Regions from separate parts of the Capsicum annuum genome. Here region 2 is linked to region 1. A link is a contact called in public Hi-C data. All regions are on one chromosome and are shown on one strand. Each heading gives the region's core, a stretch centred on a gene start, on an enhancer-like site or on the middle of the called end of the contact. The rest is flanking DNA. Distances are from core to core; before and after follow the strand shown.

Evidence for each region. A called contact is a pair of places that touch in the nucleus more often than the background predicts.
Region 2: a contact with region 1 is called in a Hi-C map of bud, with 2.6 times the contacts expected there. The contact joins the promoter of LOC107859583 here to the promoter of LOC107859578 in region 1. A contact is called at or near these places in 2 of 5 Hi-C or Micro-C datasets (bud and leaf).

The regions. Positions count from the first base shown.
Region 1 is chr2:133,911,730-133,917,778 of UCD10Xv1.1, forward strand. LOC107859578 (protein DETOXIFICATION 40) reads right to left here and starts at 2,736. Exons shown (of 8, transcript XM_047407054.1): 1 at 2,595-2,736; 2 at 1,413-1,792; 3 at 476-1,107; 4 at 15-71. The coding sequence starts at 1,712.
Region 2 is chr2:134,096,142-134,101,467 of UCD10Xv1.1, forward strand. LOC107859583 reads right to left here and starts at 1,788. Exons shown (of 4, transcript XR_007052406.1): 1 at 1,088-1,788; 2 at 1-709. LOC107859584 (peroxidase 42) reads right to left here. Exons shown (of 4, transcript XM_016704636.2): 4 at 4,936-5,326. The coding sequence ends at 5,187.

The sequences.
Region 1 (6,049 bases), core at 1,486-3,985:
AAAGAAAAACTGACCTAGCAGCAGCATTGAACCCCACTGCAACCATGAACATCAGCCCATTCACTGCCATGCTACAAATATAAAAGTAAAAAGATTTCTTTAGTTCATTGGCAAGTCATTTTTAACTTTTCAAGGCAACAGAAGTGGATCCAGAATTTAAAGGAGTGTATGCGTGTAGAGTACCATTGCAATCATTTCTCCCTCGCGATAAAGGATCAAATTAAACCTCTGTATAAATACACGTATCAAAAAATTGTATATATGTATAGTTCCAGTAGAAGGCAACGGGTGTAAAATGTTGGCCAAGAATATCAAGTCATAGCTAATTGATTAACAACTTAACCTTTTTTAGAGAGAAATTTCTTGATATTGACACTATAATATATATAGATATAGCTAACTAGTTTTATGAGATCATGAACAGAATGTAGTTTTTGGTAGCATACAAATAAACAGAAGGGTAACAAAATCTCACCATACTGAGATAGAATCCAATGCAAGCTCAGGATTCTTGAGCAACCCTGAAAGCAACACAAGAATTTGAAAATACCATGTCTCCAAACACAACATAACAGCTGAAGCCGCCGATAACTTCACGAATTCCCATAATCCACTGAATGCCTCCCATCGAAAACCTGTCCAAGTAGCCTTACACCTTTCACTTGTCAATATGTATATAAACTGAGCCCCAACAATAATCCACCAAGAAAGACTCAATACCAGTGATGCCCCTATCAATCCCAGTCCAATTTTGTATACAACAATCCAACTGAGCAGTAAGTGTACAAATAGAGTCCCTAGGGAAATAAAGGCACTAGGGGCTACAATACTCTGAGATTGCAAGAACTTCTGTATTGGGAAATTCACCGCGTAAGCAAATATCTGGGGTATTAGGCCATACACAAATACTGCTGCTTGTGATGCAACTGGTTTTGATTCACCAAGCGCGAGCAGTATGTTCTTGGAAAACAAATACACCACAGCTAGTGGTATGCCTGTTATTGAAAGTACTACTGTTGATCTTTGTAGGTAGACTCCTAACATTTCATATCTATTAGCTCCATATGCTTGTCCACATAGAGTTTCCACTGCACTGCCCATCCCTAGCTGCAACAACAAGGGAAAAATGAAAAGAAAAAAAAGAAGAAGAAAATTGGAAAAGTTATACATGTAGTGTTGTTTTGTCATCAAAATTCCTCTGCTAGCTTTTCCTTTTTTGCACACACAAGTTCTCAACTTTCTTTTCCTTTACTATCATAGTTTAAGTTGAAAATTGCATAGCCATAAATACCAAATGGACAAATATAAGGAACTTACATCATATTGCGATTTGCGAAAGCAACTTAGAGATATAAGGGTATACCATAAGGCCATACGATTTGCGAAAGAAACTTAGAGATATAAGGGTATACCATAAGGCCATAAGCACATAATTGGATGCCTTGATTGCCAAGAGAGGCAGCAGCAAGCTGAAGGTTTCCAAGTTGACCCGAAAAGATTCGTGTAGACATGGACATAGCATTATTGATCATGTAGACAGCCACTGCAGGGGCTGCAAGTCGAAAAAGCAACTGGAATTCGATCCAAAAGGCGGACCTAAGGCGTTGAAAGTAAGGTAATTGGGAGTTGGAGAGCACCTCCTCGAGCTCAGAACTCGCCCCATGGGCAGCCAACAAGGGCTGCTCAGCTTCAGACTCCATAATTTTTCCCATGCCAATGTGAAAGTAGAATGTAATGAAAGTAACTTGTAGGCATATAAATAATAGATGAAGTTGTCATCTTGACATTTAATCTGAGAAAATGAGAGGTAAAGAATGTATGTCATTTTGTGAAGAGTGGAATTAATACATGGTATGTAACAATCAGTATATAGTTGGAGTTGTTTGATGGAATATATAAAGATATTTATCTTGTGCAGTACTTGTGTACGTGTAAATTTGTCACCAGCAATATGGCACTACTCCTTTTCTGAAAGCTATATCACACAAATGCATTAATCTTCCACTATGTCATCTTCTACAAGTTACACTAAAGAATCTAGCTAGTACAAAAATCGCGTTGTAGCATTTTAACAAAATGAGAAAAAATTCTTGGACACAGAAACTGCTAACATAATGAGACATCTATCAATAAATTCTTTATTGACAAGCCATATAGAATCTAGTAATTTCAACGAGCATGTAGAATGGAGAAGAAAAAAGATCTTTATTGGCATATAAAAATTACTTGGATGAAAAAGTCTTCTTGAGGCCGTTTCATGTGAGATTTGAGAGGTTAATGTATGTCATCATTTTATGAAGCATGGAATTACATCTCTTCCATACTAAATTACACTACTTTTCTTGGACGTATAATGCACCAATACACTGAAACACCTTTTAATCAATCTATCGATCAATCAACTATTTTTTCGATCAAGCCATAGAATGTAGTATCCTAATGAGCATGTAGAACGAACAGAAACTATATTTTAGGCATATAATATAAATGATAGATGATAAATTAATGGTTAATATATATCATTTTGTGAATTACTTGGTAACAATTAGTATAGTTGGATTTGTTAGATGGAATCTTTAAAGATAACTGCGTACATTTGTACAGTAGTTGTTGATATATAGAGCATGGTAACTCATGTGAAAATCCGTCACAGAGATCAGATCTACCTTATTAACAGGGAAGATCTAAGAAATGATAATTAATTCCATCTTATGAAATTATTAACCCCCCCCCCCCTCTCCCCCACCCCAATCTATTTTTTTTTATAACTTCCTTTCCGCTAAATGATGCTTCATTGTTTCCATTTATTTGAATGTATTTGACCGCATATAAAGTTTAAGAAATTAAATATAAATATTTTATACTTATATATACAATTAATTCATCGCTACAACTTTGGCCTATGGCAGCTCTAGTTTTAGGGAACACTTGAAAGGTGCAACCAAAATATTTGTGCAACACTACATTCTAGTTTTAAGGGGTGGGCTTTATTGAAGTGTTCTTTATAGGAAAAAATACATAAAGTAACATATTTAAGTATTAAATTACAAAAAATAGCAACATTTTTATCAAATTACATTTTGTAGCATATGTATTTGTATTTTTATAGCAACAGTTTGCAAAAATACAAAATACATATCGATCATAAGGACAATAAAAATCAATATGTATTTATATTTTTGTAGCAACAGTTTGCAAAAATACAAAATACAACTTGTTATATTATGTAATTATGAAACTGTTGCTATGAAACTCATAATTAAGGGAATAAATATGCTATTTCTGAATTTTGCTCTTCTTAATAATATAAAGACCGCGCTTTTGAAGTGTTGCCAAATCATGGCATTTGGTATTTGAGTGTTGGTGATATAAAACATGTGCATAAGAAAAAAAAGGAAAATGAATCGATTTATGCTATGATGAAGCATTCGAAGTATAATTGCACGCTCATACGGTCTTTGTGGGATTCGACTCCTCTGCATTTCTGTTATCTCTATTTTCTTCAAGTTTCTACTTGAATGAGAGACACATGATATTAGTTAAAATGAATGGTTAAGATTTAATTACTAAATTAAGATTCTGACCATGATATGAACAACAAATATTTTACCTATTTGCTTCCAAAATTTTAGTAATTCAACAATTGTTATAGTTACATAATTATTTTACCCCTAAATATATTTTTTTTAAAAAAAATTCTATCTATTTCTACCTTTTTTTCTACGCTGTGTTCTATTTTTATGCTCATGGACTATCTTCCAACTTCTTTAAGTTAATTTTTTATTTCATTTTAACCATTAGATACTTTTTCTTTAAAATTAGCTATGAGTATAAATGGTGACACTTCAATATTTTTAATAACCAAGTTTCTTTTTAATTATGCTAATTGATTATTTTTATTATAATATCGATAATGCTTGTGTTATTATAATAATTTACTACTCAAAGATTTATATTTATGAGATAATTTTTTACTGTTGTCATGATTTTGGCTTTGCCAATTTTTTTTATAGCTAGTCTTTTTTTTTTTTTTGGATGAAGAGAAAAAATGATAAGAGCTAAGAAATTTGGAAAAGGCAAAAATAATAAAGTTTTTAAAATGATAAGGGTATATCTATAAAAAAAAATTTACCATAAAATATTTTTTTAATCATAGGATAATTTTTTTCTAGTTAAATCATGGTTAGAAGAAAAAAGTAGGAAGAGAGAATTTTTAAAAAATATATTTATGGATAAAATAATTTGGTAGTTGTAATTTTGAAATTACTAAATATTTTTGAAGCAAATATATAAAATATTTATTAGTCAAATCTTAACCATGAATAGAGGTAAATTTCATCCATGATCACTTAACTTTGTATCTATTACGCAAAAGTCACTTTTCTTTCATTCATTTCATCCATGGTCATTTAACTTTACTCCGACCATCACAAAAGTTACTATGACTGGATTTTACAATAATGCCATCGAAGAAATGATGTGGCAACCTTAATTAATTATTAATTTTAATTTAAGTGAATATATAATATATTACTCGTATCTTAACTTTTTTTATATGTGGACAACCCAAATTTCCTTATGGATTATTTAATGAAAGACTATCATTTTCTTAATAGATTAGATTATCTAATGAATACTATTTACATAAAAAAATTTAGTTGATATTTTTATGAAATATTTCATAATATTACATTCATCTGCCAAAAAGGTGCATCGAAAAAGAGTGATAAACAAGATAAATTCTTCAAAACACATACATGTATGATATTTTTTATTTTTTTAAAAAATAATTTTGAAGATAAATCAACACGCTAAAGATAGTTTTAAAATAAAATCTTTTTAATTGTGTCATTGAATAAGTATTGTCAAAATTTGTACAAAAAATATTATATTAACGTACAGTTTTGTTAATAAAAGTTATAAAATTAAGTACTTTAATAGATAAAGAAATTATAGGATATCTAATTTTTATATTTATCAATTAAATTAATTAAATAATATGTAATTTATCAGAAATTGAATATTATAATAAATTTTTTTAAGAAAACTAATCGATTAGTCAAACAATTAAAAATAAAAAGACAAACTCGGTAAATAGAGTAGTTTATCATATTATTATGATATACCGAATGCAAAGACTCAATTGGCAACAAAAAGAATGTATGAAAAAAATATCAACTACATGTCACAATTTTAGAGGAGAAAAATAATTTTATCAACTACATGTCATGATATATTAGTGAAAAAAATAATTTACCAATATATGTCTCAACTTTAGAGGATTTTAAGAATATATAAATATAATTTTATTTCATAAAAATATCAGCCAATTTTTTTTTTTTATGAAAATAGTCTTCATTAGGTAATCTCATCTATTAAGAAATTTAATTGGTATTCTTTCTTTAAACAAATCATAAGGAAAATTGGGTTGTGCATATATAAAGGGGTCAGGATATGAGTAATATATTATATATTCACTTAAATTAAAATTAAGAACTTATTAAGGTTGTCACATAATTTTTTTATGAAATTATTGTAAAATTCGGTTATAGTGACTTTTGTGATGGTTGGAGTAAAATTAAATGACCATGGACGAAATAAATGAAAAAAAGTGGCTTTTGCGTAATAAATACAAAGTTAAGTGACCATGGATGAAATAAATGAAAGAAAAATAACTTTTGGGTAATAGATACATAGTTAAGTGACTAAGAATGAAATTTATCCTCATTTTAACACATGTTATGTGTCTCTCATCCAAGCAAGATCTTGGGAAAAATGGAGAGGAGCGCAACCCGTCTTTGCGGAGATTATTCACCTCTATTCTATGCTTTTAAAGGGTGCTATATTTTTATGAAACCAACATTTTTCAGGTGTTGTCACCAATTTAGCTAGAAGGAACCTGTTCTCTTCAAAAAAAGTGAAGTGACTAGTCCTCATCATCTTAAAGAATCAGATTCCACTATTATAATTATTGACAGAAATATATTCTCCAAAGGAGTAAACCTTTTAGTACTACTAAAGCTTCTATAACTTGCACATTCTACTCAAC
Region 2 (5,326 bases), core at 538-3,037, 180 kb after region 1:
ATCTCATAAAGCTCTGAAATTCTGATATAAGATCACTCATCAGGCAATATTTTTCTTCTAAAAGTAGCTTTGCATCAATCAGCTTCATTTGAACCCGTTCTTCGCGCCAAACCTCAGCCAATTGAAGCATTTTTCTCTCTTCTTCCACTTCCTCATCAAGTCTGGCTCTTTCACTCCTCAATGCTTCAATTTCAGCTCTATTTTCTTCAATCTCCTTGACTAGCTCACTGCACACATCCTCCAGCGACTCTCTAGATTTTCTCTCTCTCTCATAATCATGCATATATTGTCTGGAGGATAACTTCGAATCAGCTAGACCAACCAGTAATTTGGAATTAATAATATCCAACTGTTTACAGTTTCTTCTTTCTCTTCTCAAATCATCTTTTAAGCCATCAACTACAGCGTGCATCTTCTGACATTCTTTTCTCATCCACGAGGTTCTTTCTTCATTCAGATTCCTCACAAAGTGTTTGAATTTCTTCCCAAGACGCCTCCTTTCAGATTCTAGCTCTTCAATGCAAATTCTTGCTCTTACTAGTTCAACTTGTAAAGCAGGAGCAAGTGAGGTAGTTGCAGTATGTTGATCTTTATAAAGCTTTACGAGGCCATTGGGATGATCAATTTCACTGGACATTTTGTAGCGGCCAGGATCCCACTTTGTAGCTCCCTCAGACGCAGATTTAGGAATTGGTATCCAAGAAGGGAGCTAGCAATAACGAAAATAATCATGGAAATGGTCAGAAACTCTGGATTTTAATCAAAATGGGACTTCCTGTTATCTAGTAGAATGAAATAGAGGAAAGAGACGAAGAAAAACGATCAGACGTAAAGCAGGAATGGAGTGAGGCATAAAATAAAACTGAAAAGCTTCGCGTCCTACTTTAACTTCGCCTACTTTAGCTGATAACTATAATTGAAATCCCCAGCTACCCCATTAATTAGCAGATCAACACTCATAATTAACTAATCAGTGGTGAAATTGCACCATGTGAACAAGTTGCCTTTGCAGAAATGAGCCAAGAAAATACATAAACCATTATCACTATTTGATTTGTTCATTGATCATCAATTAGTGAAAACTTACAGGGTGAATCGAACCACACTGTAGCCGCTTCATGCCGCCACCACCATCATCGGAGGCGAACTCCGCCGCCAAATGCCACAGACCAGCGGCGAGCTTTCGAGCAGAGACACCCATCTTTTCCCCACCATTAAAACGCTCAAATCCTCTGCAATATTCCATTTCCATCAAAGGATCATTGCATTTTCCCTGAACCTTGCTCACCAAAATATGACTGGCTGAGGCTGATCCACTTTCACCCTTCACCCTCCTCCGACCTCCGGCCATCGGAGTTCTTGTTTTCTTCCGACGGTGATTCAGGTTGTGATCATATTAGTCAACTGACAATCAATTGAACTAGCAGTCCCATCTCTGATCTTCCTATTATTCAACAAGAAAACATCCAACACAATTTCAGTTTGTACGATTGTACTAATATGAAGCTCAGAGTCCTCATTCTATGGTCAGTCGCAGAAATAGTAGCAATGAACATGCAAAATACACACTTAGAAATTCGAACAACATTACATACTTATATGATTTAAGGAATAACATGTAAACTCACATGGGTGTACAGAAGGTAATAGGTGTCTATATTTGAATTACTCTATAAGCAATTAAGAAAGTTTGAAACAGGGGAAAGGGCTGGTGGGATTGTCGGACTTTTGGGATAGTAGGTCCACTGAAATTTAATACTAACATTGACAATTCCTATGACTGACTCTACCTTTGATTGTGTGATGTTATTTTTTTGTCCTCATACACTAACCCCATAATGCTTTAACCTTTTCTCGTAACTTTTTGTGCACGTTTAATTTTCAAAATGTCTAATAAAGAACTTTGGATACTCAAATATAAGAAGTTGATATGAAAACTTTTATTTTCTAAGAGGCTAATTTTGAGTTGAAAATAGTTTTGCTGATTATGCGGGGACAAATTCCTGTTGGTGCTAATTATCCTCACTACATTTTAATCATATATCATGCCTCTAGGCTCTAGCTAAACGTTTATGATTTCGTTAGTGTCAGCCATGTAAATTTGTCGGAAACAAAATGATTATCCATAATATAATTAACTACTGTTTTTCCTTAATTACCTGGAATTGCATTGCATGGGAGGAGAAATATAACTATTCGTGTCAAATTCAACTTATGATAATATAACTATCCAAATTAAATTAGAGACCATCTAACTATGTCCATGTTTAATTTATTTGGTTGATCAATATTTCATCTGATGAAAAAATTACTACTATATATGAGTGATCGTACCCCAATTGACCCTAACGTGTACAAGCATAGAAAGTGTCATGAAGGAGTATGGTATTCATTCGTGTATAACAAATGAAAATTTTGGTCCAACTTAATTTCAAAAATTAGCTCATGAGTAAAATAAGGTCTAAAACTATATATGAAGACTGAATACCTCATCCATACCCAATGTAAGACTATGACACTCCAACGCTTGGAATAAAATATATTAAATATGGATAAAATGGAAATTCTTACATAGTGTGAATCAAAAATGTAAAATAAGTCTAACTTTAATATCATGAAATGAAAAAATTAAGAAGGAAAACTATGTAGATGTATCGTTTGACTATCTAGTTTACTACCATGACTGAAGTATACACTATTATACACTTCAGTTATATATGTTGTGTATATATATGTATATTTTATGTATAGTATATGTATATGAATAAAGTATATTCTCTACTATCTTCCCTACTATATACACAATATGTGTTAAAAAAAAAAATACTAAGCTAGCATTTGGCTATAGATTCTGATCAAATATTTTTGGCAAGTTAATTTTTGAATAAAGATTTGGGTGAAATCTCACAATGTGCTTGACTGTAGTATTTGAAAAACATAGTTCACTTAAATAAGAGTTCACAAAAATAGAAATTTGGCCCAAATACTAGTATTTATTTGCCAAATAATGACAAATTCTATGATCAAACACTATTTGCCAAGTTTTTTCCCAAAAAAACTATTTGGAAAATCTATGGTCAAACGGGGACATATTTTGCAAACTAGATGATCCAAAGACATTGGGCTGTAATTTTCCCAATTAATTAAGAAGCTAAAAATGGGTAGGTACAGCCCAACCCAATCCTGTCTACGGGCTAGAGCAAACTAGCCATTCTAAATGGCAGGCCTTCCAACTTACTAATGTGAGAAATAACTTGATAAAGCACTGGACTAAATAGGCATGTTTGTGTACCTTTGAATTATTGGCCATGTTGATGTATATAGTTGGTTGATTTATCCATATATATATTGCTTGTTTGTTATTAACTTAATCTGATATATATATTGCTTGTTTTGTTTGTTATTAACTTAATCTGATTCCAATTGTAAATTTGTAAGAAACAAACTCAATTGTTTCTTATGATGATTACAAGATAGAGAACCAGAAAATTTGATGACTGGAAACTTACTACCCTTACTATTGATAAGTGTGTTTTGTTGATCTTGACTGTAGTTTCTATAAATGCATGTATGTAAACAGAAAGGCTTTGGATATTTTCAGCAGCTTATGTACTAACTACTATGGCAAACTTAATAATTTAGAACTAATAATTGCTAAATTAACTCAATCAAATCAGAGGGACCATCCTACTTTATTCTATATTTTCATCTGTCGTACAATCTTCTTTAATAATTGAGCTTAAATATTTAAATCGGTTGCATTCAAGTACAACAATGTCACCTAATTTTACTTTTAACTTCACTTTTTTTTTATCTTAATTAAACTTGCCATCCATAAATTCTGTATTCTTTCTGCCTATCCTAAATTAGGGGAGTGAATTTTTTTTTGCTAATTAAATCAGTGAGACAATAAAATATAAGGGCTTGAAGTTCAAGTTAAAGTGCAAATATATAAAAACCTGAGGCATGTTATTACAAACAAGTATGGGTAATACTCTTTCTCTGTCCACACTCCACAAGCAATAAGCAAAAGAATCCTCCTCGAGTGATCTTTTGAATATTTGTTCTGGTCTAGGGAGCTATGTGACCTATGGCTATAAGTGGACTATGACTATATGCTAAAGTATAATGTGGCAAAGTGTAATGTTTGTATACTTTCACTCTTGAATCAATAATTCATCTTAAGGTATAACCAACTCAATTTCTTGGTAACCACCAAAGTATGCATCCAGAATGTGATGCAGTGGATGAGTTGTTTTTTTCTTAATTAAAGTTTTCGATTTCGAGTTCTGAGTATGAATAAATCTTTGATAAAAAGTGGTATCCCAAATAAAATCTACCCGATGCGAATTTGGATGAGTTAGACTTTAATGTAAATACTGAACAGGGGATGAAAACTAAAAAAGGAAAAAAAAAATCTTGGTTCCTTGAGGGGAAAATCTCAAATTATTGTGAATTGATCACACAACAAAACAAGTCTCTTTCTTGAATGATAGGCTCTTATAATCAAGCCACCTGTCTGTTTATTTCTTGTTTGCTTTCGACTATCCACATTAAAGTAGTAATGGCATTTACCTGTCTTCCCTCTTGTATAAGACTCATGGTCCTCTTTCTCTTTGTTTGAACCTCAATATATTATTATCATTATTAGTTTTAGCAGCCATGACGTAAGTGATGACAATGTTGTGTAATCATATTTTCTCATGTAAAGGAACTTCTTTTTTACTTTTTCTTTAAAAATTGAAAGAAAAAGAATTGTTTTCACCATAGTTTATCCAAAAGTATGTAGGCCTATTTTGCTTTTCTGCCTCAACTTCCTGATGCTTTTCTTTATTTATCATTGAATGCCACCTAAAGTTGCTGGTACTGTTAAAAAGTGAATCTTAATGCAAGAATCATGTCCAAAGAACCATCAAGATCAGCACTCTTGCATAGTAAACACATCAAACTAAAACCTTCATAACTTAAAAGGGTAGGCTAAAACAGTGAATTTTACAAACAAAACATGGAATGTAATGAACATGGTCACCACCACTTTCATGCCCACTACACAAACTTACAACACTGAGAAAAGTGAAAACCATCTTATTCCTAACATTATTCACTGTCCGCTACCTCCCTCACATATACACAAGAGGAAGGGGAAAAGTGATAACGAGTACAAGCACACAGCAAAAGCAGTATCTTTAGTGGAGCTTGTTGGCAAGATTACACTGCTTTCTGATCTCACCCTTTGTCCCAGTAAGAGGGTTGTTCTCAGAAAGAATAGCGATGGCTCTTGAAAATTCCTTGAAGAAATAATCTTGGCTTTTTGCCATCTTCTTCA